3 separate regions of the Mus musculus genome follow, and all the other regions are linked to region 3. Evidence: chromatin contacts called from public Hi-C and Micro-C data. All regions are on one chromosome and are shown on one strand. Each heading gives the region's core, a stretch centred on a gene start, on an enhancer-like site or on the middle of the called end of the contact. The rest is flanking DNA. Distances are from core to core; before and after follow the strand shown.

Region 1 (2,700 bases), core at 92-2,591, 280 kb after region 3:
TCAGCACCTGGGTTCCCAAAAAGCTACTGACTTTCTAATACTCATCTTGTGCTACCAGCTCTAGCTGGTTAAAGGACAGAAAGCTCATCTCTTCACTTTCTTGAGGTTACAGTTAACTGGACTTAGAAAAAAAGGTACCAGATGGCTTTTTTATTTGGAGTATTGTGTGTGTGTATGTATGTATATGTATATGTATATGTATATGTATATGTATATGTATATGTATATGTATATGTATATGTATATATACATGAATGTATGTATTTGTATGTGTATATGTGTGCATGCATAAAGGCTTATCATGGTCTGTGTTCAGAGGCCAGAGGACATCTTGAGGAAGTTTGCACTCTCTTCAGCTTAAGTTATCAAGCTTAGCAGGAAACATCTTGACCCTTTGTGTCATCTCCCAGTTCTATTTTGAAGTACTTAAAATTAAAAAATAGTTCATGCTGAGATCACATATTTCATGCACAGCTGCACAGTTTCTAGCAACGATTTTTCCATATTCTTTGGAGACAGGTAAGGCACTGTCTTATGTAGTATAGATCATAGGTACCACCATGTTCCTTATGCCACCAGAGAGACTTTTTCTCAACATTCTTTGTAAACCTCTTTACCTTTATAGTCTTTGCCTTTAACCTTTGTTGCTTTTCAATTTAGTACTTTTTGCTAATTTATGATTCTCTCATCATTCCCGCATTTTATCTTTAGTCTTATTAAGGCCTGTTTATCCCAGTAATACAAATTTATTAAGCTGTTCAGGGTCATATGCTTTGAAATTGCATGGTTGGAATTTGAACTTAGAAATGTCTGATTTCAGGTTGGGGACATTATATGACATTCAAATGGCTACAGTATATTGATATTTTCGCCACTCCAGCCAAACCCATATTCATCTAAATTTGAACATACTTTTCCCTCAGTTTTGTAAGCATCCGAGTGGCAGAGAGCACAAACCCCTGTGCATTGTTATCAGAGACAACAATTTACTATTTAAACTGCTGTTCATTCTTAATCCATTGATTGACTTGGAGTTAAAAACCATGTAAATGTGTTATCGTTACAGAAGTCCTCTTTGGAACCACCCCGTGTTTATTAGCTAAGTAAGTTATGTCAAGACAGCTGACTGCCTCCTTTTTATTTTTGTAGAATTAAGGGGTGAAAAGTCTATGCCCATCTCACTCTGCTGCTTTCAATACTGCCATAGTAGAAGTTCATGTTGGAATCATAAAGAATTGGACAGAAAGGATATGACAAGATTGTCACACGACTCTATATCATCATAAGGATGATGACTCTGACATGTGGAGCTGGGTGTCACTAAAAAGCAGACACTGACTAAAAATAGTTGCTGTGGTCAGTCATGTGAGACCACAAAGCGGAAGAAGTCTAATCTTGATCCACATGTGTGTTATATTTTAAAGAAATGTCCTAGTGCCCATTTATTTACAGCAACAAGTTTAGCCATTCATTAGTAACCAAGGCTGGAGGAAGTCATCTGATATTAATGACACTTTTCAAATTGAATCAATGTATTCTTGAATGACTTTATTCTTAGTTGGTCATATTTATTCATAAAATAATGGCTAAACTTTATAAACAATTTCATTATTTGTAAGTTGTATTACTTAATACATTTTCAGAATATATTGAAGAGGAAAATATACTTATTATTATGTACTATCTGATGAAATAAACTCAGAGTGGTTAAAAGATTGATCTTAGGTCACATAGCTATTGGTGGAATTCAGAGTCAATTTAATATTTTAGTCACAAAGGCTTGGGACAGTGTTCTGAAATAAAGATGGTAACCATTAGAAAACCTTATCTAGGTCTCTTTCTTTGTGGTCTGTATGTTATAGAAATGAAACAAATCTCAAAATTAATTATATGTGTTGGATTATCTCAGAAAACCGTACTTTGATAAAGCTGTTTATTGTGGAAATAAAACTTGCCCATCTTATTTTCTTCTGTATTGTGACGATAGTTACTTTCTATTAACTTGATAAACTAAAAACATAACTTTTTACATCTTCAATAAAAATAATAGCTAAAATTGTTTGTAGAAATTTGATCATTTTGAAACTGTTATTTATAATGTACACAAAAACTATAACATCATGTGTTAAAATAAGCATTATATCCAGTTGAAGGAGAAGTAAAAAATCACCCCAGACCTGCTACCATCACACAGTATTCGCCTGACTCTTTACAATCTATCTTTAGTTTATTTATTGTCCATTTTCTAAAATATATCAAAAGCAGAATAGAATGTCTGTTGAAAACATGATTGCAAGTAGAAGACCAAAAACTTTGGAGACCAAGATTTTTCTGCACTTTTTTGTCATTAAGTAAATGCATTTGATTCTGTCTTCTACCCCTCCCTTAATCTATACCTAGTTGGTTTAAATTTATGGTCTAAAATTTTATAATTTGTCATATGAAAACATTTTCAAATTTTCCTATTTTGATGTTTAGAATGTTAAGGTATCAATTCATGTTGAAGTCAAATATTTGTTGTATAACTGCAAAGTTGTTAAGAACAGAGGATGGCCTAGTTGGACATCAATGGGAGGAGAGGCCTTTGGTCCTGTGAAGGCTCTATGCCCCAGTGTGGGGGAATGCCAGGACCAGGAAGCAGGAGTGGGTAGGTTGGTGAGCAGGGGTTAGGGGGAGGGTGTTTTTCTTCGGAGGGGAAAC
Region 2 (2,700 bases), core at 100-2,599, 400 kb after region 3:
CATTAAGTGTGAAAAACATGAAAATGTTAATGTTTAAGTAATTTTATCAAAGACATATAGGGAATAAGTGACAGACCCTAGCCTTTCTGAATTCATGGTCTGTGATCCTTCTGCTCTCAGTGCTGATAATGAAGGTGATAGTCACATGGTCAGCAAACGAACCTACAATCTGGTGAACATGGCCATGAGTCAGTAACAGGAACAAGCAATTATTTGCTGATAAGGCCAAAAATTGCCACAGAAATGCCTTGTGTCCTGGGCTTTAACAGATAAGGTTGAGACATAATTGAACCTTCTATCTTTTAGAGATGCTTAAGCAATGGCAGAGAAGCATGGGAAGCTAGGCTTTGGTGACTGGGTACAATACAACTCAGTGACTCAACAAACATATTTTAAAAACATTTCACAAGTGGGACTTCAAGCCACATTTTATTTAAATGTGGGCTCACAGTCCTGATTGGGCATATACAGTTAGCGATTTAAGTTACCAGTGGTGTACACATTCAGAACATCTTTGAATACTTAGACACAAGGGGACACAGACTAGATCACAAGAAAGCTTAGAATTGTCTTAACAAACTACAGGGCCATAGAAAAGGAGTTTTAGGAAAGGTTGGCTTCTCTTTAAGTATACAGTTGCAAACCCACTCCCCCCACCCCTCACTGCTAGTACTGATTGCCTGCAAATATGGCACTTAGAAGCTACAATTATTTGGAACATCCAAGTCAATGACTAGGTTATAGAGAAGTAAAATAAATCAGAGTTTGAGAAATTGTAAAATCTTGTTTAAATTCAGTACAGTCTGACCTTAGAATTAAGACAAAAAAGAAGAATTAGGGACCAAGTCACAAACATTTGCTTAGCTGGATCCTTTCCTTTTGTCAACGACTGGAGCCAGAGATGGAGGTTGACAGCTCTATAGGCACTGCTATCTTCTCAGGGAAAGCGTTTCTCATACAAACCAAGGTGGAACTCTTCTCCTGAGACAGAACTAGTGTGAAGCAGGGTATTCTGATAAGGGAAAGTTTATATCCATTTGACTGGAGTAGAAGGAGACGTGAGAGAGGCAGAATTCTTCCATTGTGAGTTTGTGTGACTCAGATAAACTGTTCTGGTTTGATTCCCTCAGGGCATGTCCCGTGTCCTCTCTTTTGTTTTCCATCCCTCCCTTCTGTATGTCTTAGGCTATCCGTAGTTGAGAATGGTGGGCAGGATTCTGTGGAACTAACATTTTTCTCAGCAATGATTACAACTTCTACAAGTGTCCTGGGAACACTGTGTTCTGTGTCCTAAGGTGCCTTCCTGACTCTTCTGGAGTTCACAGGGTCTGGCTTCACTTCCACTTTTGATTGCGCACCACAGGCAAGCACGTGGTAATTGTAGTTCTGCTATGGTATTTCCTTCGTGTTCCATTGAGTCTCTATGCTTCTCAGCCATTTACATCTACTTCTACATGAGTTCTAACAATCGACCATTCTAAAGTCTTTTTCAAGAATAAGTCACATTACTTAGACTATACTGTGCAGTCCTCACCTTGTGATGCAAAATTAGGTGATATGGTATGTAGCACTTAGCTTGGTATGCGATGAAGCAAATGTCACATTTATTAATCACAGGATAGGTCCAAGAATTGCCTCTTTCATAAAAGCATCTGTGTCTGTGTTCTGTGGCTTTATTTTGAAAGCCGGTAGTCATTAACAAGAGTCTAAAAACACTTGCTGAGTGATTATTGATTCTCAGAGACTAAGAGCAAAGAAACTTGGAGAGTGTGATTTCATTCTGTTGTCTGTAATTACTACTGGGCTCTTTTGGTTGTTTGTCCTATTGAATATTATGTCTTATGTGCTAAAGTTCAAAATGTTCCTAGGTGTAAAGTCACACGTTCACAAGTTAACCCACCACCATACTCCATCCCATTTGCTTGATTCATTCTTTCCTCGTCTTCAATTTTCACTGTGAATCTCACTTCCTCTGCTTAACTTCTCTGTTACACAGACTCTCCATCCACTTAGCCTGGACTTGAACACCCACTACAGTTCTAAAATCCTATAAGTCCACAAGCACAGGAACACCTTTTTATTCATTTACTTATTTTCCTGTTATTCATATGTAGTCAATCCATTTGTAATCTGAGTCTGATAATGTTTCTAGCATTTGGTGAGTTTCATTGAACATTTAAGTAAATGTGACAAAAATGAATGGTATACTGGCAAGCCCATGTGTTCATATGACTAGAACTTGTTAACACTGTGAGAAAATAATAGTAACTTTGGAAATTATGGTGTTTTATGGCCCTTGTCTATCTTTAAATGTCATAAATAGTAAGTGGCTGGGCCCATACATTTTCTCATCTCAGGCTTTGCACACAGGGCTGTAGCTATAAATACAAGATTAGCAAATCTGCCATAACAGAATCCCCTATTTTTCTGCAGAATTAAGGAACGAGCATTATACATATTGACCATACTTGAACTATATCTTGGGAAAACCCATTGTATGAACACTTCTCTCTAGGGTATTCTGTGGATAGAAGTTATTGCTGTTAGTTCTTAGAATAGTAGTTGAAACCTTTTGCTTTAGGGAGAAACTGACCCTCTTCTCCTATAATCTTTAATCCAAAAAAATTAAGCCCTGGGGAGGCGGCCTCAGCCTCAGCAGCAGTGGTCGCCATCTGGGTTCCAGGACTCCACGGGACCTAG
Region 3 (2,700 bases), core at 57-2,556:
CTCTGATTACAGAAGAACATACTTTATGTTTTACTGTGGCAAGATAAGGCATAAAATCCTGTCCATTTTACTTTTTATATTAAATCCTAGTACACAGAGTGGGTTTATATGTAGCAAAGTAACTTTTCAGTTTCAAGTGAAAGTGTTCACTGGTTTATTAAGACATGGTCACATGTTGGGTATTTTTCTCATTAAGATTATAATCTCCTGAGACTGTATACTCTTCTGGATATCATGTAGGAACTATGTTTTTTCTCTTTTGTGTGAAAAGAGGATAAATGTTAAAAACAACAAGATTTAATTTAACAAAAGTCTAAAAACCCATAAACAACTCGATTGATTTGTCAAGTCAAAGGAATGCTGTATAGAACATTATAAAAAATCTTTCAGTGTTTTTTTCCAAACACAAATCCATTACTTTCTTTCTTTTTTATGAGTTTTTATTAGATTTGTTTATTTACATTTCAAATGTTATCCCCTTTCCTCGGAAAATCTCCTAACACCTCCCCCTTCCCCTGCTCACCAACCCGCCCCACCCACTCCCTCTTCCTGGCCCTGGCATTCCCCTTTACTGGGGCATAGAACCTTCACAGGACCAAGGGCCTCTCTTCCCATTGATGATCAACTAGGCCATCCTCTGCTACATATGCAGCTAGAGCCATGAGTCCCTTTGGTTGGTGGTTTAGTCCCAAGGAGCTCTGGGGATACTGGTTAGTTCATATTTTAGTTCCTCTGGGAGGGTTGCAAACCCCTTCAGCTCCTTGGGTACGTTCTCTAACTCCTTCATTGGGAACCCTGTGCTCAGTCCAATGGTTGGCTGTCAGCATCCAACTCTGTATTTGTCAGGCACTGGCAGAGCCTCTCAGGAGCATTACTTTCTTTTTGTTGGAAACTGTAGCTCTGTCAGGTGCACAGCTGTAGTTATAACTGTTTGTCTTCTAATGTTTCTTGAGATGAGTAACAGAATATATACATATAAAGGGTATTGAGTTTCAGTCTCAGGGTCCATTAGGGAGTGACAGTCAGTTGAGAACTGAACTGCTATTTGACTGTATCCAAAATTATTCTAATCTCTGAGTGTTTCAAAAGAGAACTTAACATTTTACAGTGATTTACAAGTTTTACTGTAGTCTTTCTTTTAGCTAGTTAACACATCTCTGCAGACGAGTTTGCAGTCCTTTCCCTCTGCAATTCGTATAGTTCACACGGAACTTGACTTCTGCTTTTTTGGCTGTCTAACTTCTCCTCTTTTAGATCATACGATGATAAACAGCACTTCCTCTGAGAGCATTCTCAGTCTGCCTGGGTCTGGGTTAGTTTCCGGACTGGCGAGACCGAGCTGTGGCCTGCTCCCTGCAGCAGCCTGTAGTGTGACCGTCTCCACAGCACAATTTTAGTGAGGCCTGGCTTCATCTCTGTCTTTTCATGTCTTTCCTCACCTGTTCAGCAAATGTGCAATGGGCATCTCTGCTTGTCTCTAATAGGCTCTGCTACCTTAGCCGTCAACTGTTGAAACCTTCCCTAGCTTGGGGAGCTTGACGTGAGGAATACTAGACAGGAGATATTCTTCCACAGTATACTGGGTGATGACTCTCTTTTACTGTCTTGTTAGGAAGAGGAACTAGCTCCCCTTTTATTTACATGTTCCTTCACCAGGCTGGACAGGCAGATAGTTTTTCTTGTTGGAAAAAAATGTCAGTACCATATCCTTTAGCCTTGGTAGAGATCATTTTTCCTCAACTGTTGCCAACTTCCTCCCCCCTCCATTAAATTTTAGCACCACAAGCATACTGCGTTTCTGTGGATTGCCTTTGAAGATCCATGGATCACTGTGTCTTTTCTTTACAACCCAAGAATACGTTTTTGGTCTTTTTGGGTCTGTTGCTCGGTGTTTGGTTGTGCTGATGTTGCAATTACTATCAAGTGTCAGTGGCCAGGAAATGGGGGAGATCCACAGAGGGGCATTTGACTTTTTCAACCTTTCCTAGCTTCTCCCAGTTAGAGAAAAAGACGGTATGACGCATTCCAGTTTCTCTGGGAGATGGTCTTGTATATCTATAAGGGCCTCAAGTGTCCTGTCTGTCTGTCTGTCTGTCTCTCTTTTTCTCTCTCTCCCCTCCCTCCCTCCCTTTTCTGCCTGCCTGTCTTCCTTTCTTTTACCCAAAAGGGAGGTGTGCTGTGGTTTCTAGAGGCAGGATCCAGGTCTGAGCTCTTCCAAATTTGGCAAAAGCTCCTGGCACGTTTTTCCCCCTGAGCTCTCTTGTTTAGTTCCCTGAGCTGTTTGGGGACATCTGCAGCTGAAGAACAATCTTCTCTCCTGGGGGTGGAGAAAGGGCCACGTGACTTCTCCCTTCTCGTGTCTCGTGGCACACTGGGTGTTTGTAGCCAAACTATCCTGGGCTCTGGAGAATCTCACAACGCAAACAGCTTGCCTTTTGAGGCTTGGGCATATGTTCTAGGCAGTCTGAAGCCTGCTTGCATGAGTTCTGTGACTCCCTCCACTCTGCCAAGACCAGCTGGCTGTTATTAGTTCTGTATCTTTTGTTCTCCCCAGCTCAGTCTAAATACAATTTCATAAATATTGACTGGGGTGATTTATACTGAACTTCATGAGATTGAACTACAGATGAGCAGGTGAAATGTTGGGCAATTTTAAATAGCTTGTTTAAGGTTGCCCAGTTTGAGAAATAGGGTAACTTC

What was found. A called contact is a pair of places that touch in the nucleus more often than the background predicts.
Region 1: a Micro-C map of macrophages shows a contact between it and region 3, with 4 times the contacts expected there. The contact joins two enhancer-like sites. A contact is called at or near these places in 10 of 484 Hi-C or Micro-C datasets (the C10 cell line, LSK cells, bone marrow-derived macrophages and 7 more) and 3 of 115 datasets of contacts at active chromatin or transcription factors (the HPC-7 cell line, bone marrow-derived dendritic cells and large pre-B cells).
Region 2: a Hi-C map of bone marrow-derived macrophages shows a contact between it and region 3, with 5 times the contacts expected there. The contact joins two enhancer-like sites. A contact is called at or near these places in 5 of 484 Hi-C or Micro-C datasets (B cells, the HPC-7 cell line, LSK cells and 2 more).

What each region holds. Positions count from the first base shown.
Region 1 is chr1:144,199,365-144,202,064 of GRCm38.p6, forward strand. It overlaps Gm35415 (a long non-coding RNA gene), which reads left to right. Exons shown (of 3, transcript XR_387456.2): 3 at 1,150-1,462. Among named protein-coding and RNA genes, the nearest start is that of Gm35415, 3.3 kb to the left of the region's middle. Within about 2 kb of position 1,342, at least 63 of the 459 cell types and tissues checked have an H3K27ac peak or open chromatin away from gene starts, as enhancers often do. A contact at or near this core is called in the HPC-7 cell line, bone marrow-derived macrophages and macrophages, where this site is marked.
Region 2 is chr1:144,318,277-144,320,976 of GRCm38.p6, forward strand. No RefSeq gene overlaps it. Among named protein-coding and RNA genes, the nearest start is that of Rgs1, 71 kb to the left of the region's middle. Within about 2 kb of position 1,350, at least 42 of the 459 cell types and tissues checked have an H3K27ac peak or open chromatin away from gene starts, as enhancers often do. A contact at or near this core is called in the HPC-7 cell line and bone marrow-derived macrophages, where this site is marked.
Region 3 is chr1:143,915,450-143,918,149 of GRCm38.p6, forward strand. No RefSeq gene overlaps it. Among named protein-coding and RNA genes, the nearest start is that of Gm41964, 22 kb to the right of the region's middle. Within about 2 kb of position 1,307, at least 169 of the 459 cell types and tissues checked have an H3K27ac peak or open chromatin away from gene starts, as enhancers often do. A contact at or near this core is called in the HPC-7 cell line, bone marrow-derived macrophages and macrophages, where this site is marked.